2 separate regions of the Sus scrofa genome follow, and region 2 is linked to region 1. The links are chromatin contacts, called in public Hi-C maps. All regions are on one chromosome and are shown on one strand. The core of a region is the stretch at or near the end of the contact, and the rest is flanking DNA. Distances in the headings are between cores, read along the strand shown.

What was found. A called contact is a pair of places that touch in the nucleus more often than the background predicts.
Region 2: a contact with region 1 is called in a Hi-C map of liver, with 2.3 times the contacts expected there. The contact joins two enhancer-like sites. A contact is called at or near these places in 1 of 5 promoter capture datasets (liver), 8 of 47 Hi-C or Micro-C datasets (adipocytes, embryonic fibroblasts, liver and 3 more) and 1 of 2 datasets of contacts at active chromatin or transcription factors (alveolar macrophages).

What each region holds. Positions count from the first base shown.
Region 1 is chr1:126,343,214-126,345,801 of Sscrofa11.1, reverse strand. No RefSeq gene overlaps it. Among named protein-coding and RNA genes, the nearest start is that of SPATA5L1, 9.3 kb to the right of the region's middle. Within about 2 kb of position 1,296, at least 7 of the 83 cell types and tissues checked have an H3K27ac peak or open chromatin away from gene starts, as enhancers often do. A contact at or near this core is called in liver, where this site is marked.
Region 2 is chr1:126,395,663-126,398,250 of Sscrofa11.1, reverse strand. No RefSeq gene overlaps it. Among named protein-coding and RNA genes, the nearest start is that of GATM, 35 kb to the right of the region's middle. Within about 2 kb of position 1,275, at least 7 of the 83 cell types and tissues checked have an H3K27ac peak or open chromatin away from gene starts, as enhancers often do. A contact at or near this core is called in liver, where this site is marked.

The DNA of each region.
Region 1 (2,588 bases), core at 47-2,546:
TAAAATTATGGTTCCTGAGTGAAATGTAGTGTCTTTCTTAGGGTTGCTTGACTGTGAGAAGACTTTCACTTCATTGTATGTATAACAGCAGCCTGTATGAGATAGCTCTAGCCAGAAATGCAGTACTGAGGAACCAATACTGTGCTTGCTGATCTAGAGACCTGAATTCCAGCCCCTGCTCAACCAGTAACTATTTGGATGACATTAACCACTTGGACAAGTCACTTAACCTCTACAGTCCTAACTTTACAAACTACATGATCTCAGGCTCTCTTTCAAGTCCTAGTTTTCCACCACTCCATTCCTGTTTCTCAGAAAGATATTTTGCATACATTTCAAAATAATGCTTACCCCTGTTTATAATGCCATTAATAAAGCTGATTCTGCCAACTTTGTGCCTAACCCTTGAGCAGGTAGCAGCTTGAATGTTATGTCAAGTAGTTATCAGAGGAAAAATAGCTGAGATTCAACCTCATTTCTTGAGTAGATATGTTTGTGGTTGTAAGCTAGCTAAGCTAGTGGGGCTTAGTTAATATTATACAGAGTTATTGCTAAACTCTCCTTTTCCCCAGATAATGGCTAAAAATCAAAGTTTATACCGTAAATTATTACCAGTTGGCAAGATTCTGAATTTCTCATTCTGGGTAACAAATTTATATTATAGTTGACTTTAGTTGGAAAAATGACTCTGTTTCATTGACTGAATTATAAAAGGCAAAGAGGGAGTTCCTGTCGTGGTGTGGTGGAAACGAATCCGACTAAGAACCATGACATGGCGGGTTCGATTCCTGGCCTCACTCCATGGGTTAAGGATCCAGCGCTGAGCTGTGGTATAGTTCACAGATGTGGCTTAGATCTGGCGTTGCTGTGACTGTGGTGTAGGCCGGCATCTGCAACTCTGATTAGACCCCTAGCCTGGAAACCTCCATATGCCAAGGGTGAGGCCCTAAAAAGACAAAAGACAAAAGTAAAAAATGAAATAAATACAAAAAAATAAAAGGCAAAGAGGCAAAATGCTGACTGCTGCCTGAAGTCGATTCGTTTCCACTGTGCCACAACGGGAGCTCCTATCTCAGCTTTCTTGAATGTTAGAAATAGTCCCAGTATGTAACTCATAGAGTTGTTATGATGACTAAATAATACATGTAAAGCATTTAAAACACCACTCAACTACATGTTAGCTATCGCTATTATTAATAGGAACTGAAATGAGAAGGGGAACTAGTCAAGACAGGAAGACAAGTGAGGTCACATTGCTGAGAGCAATTTCAGAAATGGGGAAGATAGTAGGACTTTCCACATCTGCTTCTACAGTGAGTATTCTCTGCTCAGGACTGCAACACTCGTGTGTGTAACTCTTCACTCTGTGTGTGTGTGTGTGTGTGTGTGTAATATTTCAAAGTGATTTCGTATGTATCATCTCGTTTGATTATCAGTAGTCGAGGGAGATAACAATCTCTTCTTCAGTCTTTTGCAAATACTGCCCACTCTCACAGAACATGGGTAAGGCAAGCACAGGATGGACCCTTAGAGCTGCAAAGAACAGTTCAGGAGAGCACAGCAGACCAGCCCTTCTTATGTGGATTCCAAGAGGTGTTACTGGGTTCTTTACATGTCCCTGGAGATGAAATGTAGGGCTATTTTATTTCCCAGGAGGACCTTGTTGGATATTTCCTTAAAGCATTGTATTTGATCATCCTCATATCTTCACATTCACCAAATGTACTTCACATTCCCTGGTAGTAAACGTATTTTGCATATGCCTTGTCTAGTCTTAGCTATGTATCAGAAAGTAGCCATTTAAAGCATTTGCTCTGTTGAGCCCTGAAAGATACTTGTATTTCTGTGTTTTGTTGGTTTTTGCTGTGGTAGAAAGGCAATATCCTATGGAACAGTGCCACAAAAACATTTCAAATAGAATTGGGGGACCAGTGAAAAATGACTATATGGTAATGATAGAACATAATCTCTAGCCAAGTAATAGAAACAGGTATCAGAGAAGTTTTTGGCTTATTATTATGAATTAAATAATGATTAACATCGACCATTTACCATGTGCCTGGCAGTATGCCAAGTGTTTTATGTGAATATAATCAACATGATATTATAATATGCCTAGCATATAGCAAACAGTAGGAGTTTAATAAATATTTGTTGAGTAAATGAATATATGAGATAGGGATTTTATCCATTTTAAAAATGATGAAAATTAGGTTTAGAATTTTAAGCTTTGCTTAAGGTCATATAACTATTGAGTAACTAGTGAATCCAGTTTGTAAACCCAAATTTGATTGCAGTGTAACACAGTGTAGTGGTTCAGAGCAGGAACTTTGGAGCCAGCCCGACTACCTAGTTTTGAATCCTAGCTCTACCACTTACTAACTATGTGACCTTGTGGAAGTTACTTAGCCTTTCTGTGCCTCAGTTCCTTCATCTGTAAATTAGAAATAATAATCCCAACCTCCCAAGGTTATTGAGAGGATTAAATAAGATCATATATGTAAAACACTTAGAACTGTTCCTGGCACTCTGTAAACATAACTGTTACTGATTAGTAGAGCCTTATGTTACATACCGATAGAGCTTTC
Region 2 (2,588 bases), core at 26-2,525, 52 kb before region 1:
GCAAACAGTTTTTCATTACTTTATGGGCTATAAGATGGTAAATGCTGAATGCTAAGGAAATAGTAAAAAAAATTTTTTTTTTCTTTTTTTTTTTTTTGTTGTTGTTGTTGTTGCTGTTTCTTTCTCCATATGCTCCCGCAGCATATGGAGGTTCCCAGGCTAGGGATCGAATCGGAGCTGTAGCCACCGGCCTACACCAGAGCCACAGCAACGCGGGATCCGAGCCGCGTCTGCAACCTACACCACAGCTCACGGCAACGCTGGATCGTTAACCCACTGAGCAAGGGCAGGGACCGAACCCGCAACCTCATGGTTCCTAGTCGGATTCGTTAACCGCTGCTCCACGACAGGAACTCCAAAAAAAATTTTTTTATTATAGTTTATTTGCAATGTTCTGTCAATTTCTGCTATACAGCATTGTGACCCATTTGTACATATATATACATATATATGTATATATATATATATACACACACACATTCTTTTTCTCACATTATCTGAGGAAATATTCTTAGGGTGCTGCTGGAGAGAAAGTTATGGTGCAGTATTTTCAGGTTTCTGTGATAAACAGTCCTGAGAGTTGCATCATCCTGTTTACAGGCAGAGTAACCATGTCATAAGATCTGTTCTCGAATCTGGTCAGCCTTTTTTACTGTTTCCATGGAATTCTTGCCAGGGCACTTTTTGAAGAAAGATGACTAATGATGTTTTCTGTTTTACTAAAGTTGTAACTTTCACTATGCTTAAATGAACCAAGAATTTCAAATTTCTAATCCTCACGATTTCCATCTAACTCGTAATCTTTATTTTTATCATAGCAGTTTTACTGATGTGCAGGGGAAAAAAATGAACAGTTTTGCTTTGCAGCTGTTATCTGAAATGGTTCAGACTTCAAACAAACAAACAAAAAGCTTAAATAAGGCAACTGAGTGAGACTTTATCATCAAGATGAACAGTTTAATTAAACTATCCAGGTTTTTGTTTTCTGTCCTCTTTTCTTGCTAATAAAAAGCAAGTCAACTTTGAGTTTGAAACCTTACCCTGGGGTACTTTCTCCATCCCGTATTATTTTGAGCCAAATCCTGAATACCATAGACTTTATCCATAAGTATTTCAGTCTGCTGGAACATCTGATTAAGGGCAGTTACATCAGGGAATTGAGTTGATTTGCAGGAGCCAGTGGTTTTGAGTGTAATCCAAGTAGTAACAGTGATTTATGAGGTGACACTCATAAGGTGGATAAATATTAGTGTACAATAGATATGTCAACCTTCTTGGACTCACTGAGAGGTCACATGTTCCGAGTTTATCTCCTCTGGTCAAAGTATAAGCCACGCAGGCCACAGATAGCCACAAAATTTGTTTTTGCCTCATGCAAAACCTTGCATTTATTTCACTTGAAGAGACTCCAGATCCATTATCAACAGGTTCTCCCCCATTTCACAAAAAAATGGCAGAGTTTTCAGTGGTCCTCTACAGATAAAAATTTTCTAATCTACAGCAGGCTTTCAAGAAAAACTCAGGTTTGACTGACATCAAAAAGCAGAATTTTGCTGATTTTACTTGCACACATGTCACCAAAACCTTTTAAAGGGCAAACATTTTAAACAATTATTTCTCTAAATCCTGGAATGAAGCTGAAATTCTCTGAAAATGTGCCATTGTTATCCTAGAGCTTTGAGCACTGCAGTTCTAATCCTACAAGACTAAGTACTAATCCTGCAAGCCTAAGTGCCTGCTTGAGAACAGAAGGGACCTGAAGGCTTTGTGTGTATATATTTACTGGGAAGAGAAGGAAAGGTGACAAACACTTGAGGGCATGACGTGTGTAAGGCTTCAGATTGATCCCTCTCCCTGTTAGCAGGTTTTAGGCCATTAATTCTTGGCTTGGAGGAAAGTGTAAATATTTTTGTTTCTTTCCCTCTTCTTTCTCCACTCTATTTCTCATTCTTTGAACCAGCCAATGAATTCATCACTCTTTTCTTGTCTTTCCCTACCACCCCCACCCCCGATGTTATATAACCAGAGCAGGGAAAATGGAGAAGTTTGTAAAGAAAGGAGCCTTTCTAGGAATTTTTTTCTTAGAGGCTCTTTGCCCCTGCTTTTGAATAATTGTTGATAATTATGTTATTCATTTTGTAGGTGATGATCAGAGTGTAATTATCAGCAGTTATTACGAAAAACATAAGTATGCCAAACCCACCTTGTGAAACTCTACTGGTGGCAGTGCTGTCATCAGAATAAAAATGTCATGACATTAATCAGTATTCATTCATTCAGTAACTGTTACACATCTATGACATATAAGTGCGAGGTAGCAAGAAGGAATTGAATTAATTTTTAAAAATTATCTCTGACCTCGAGAAGTTTAGAAAGGAGATAAAACCTGCACATAAAAATTATAATGCAAGTTGGAATATGGTATGTTCTATGTCGGCACCTCTTTTTTTTTTTTTTTTGTCTTTTGTCTTTTTTGTTGTTGCTATTTCTTGGGCCGCTCCCACGGCATATGGAGGTTCCCAGGCTAGGGGTTGAGTCGGAGCTGTAGCCACCGGCCTACGCCAGAGCCACAGCAACGCGGGATCCGA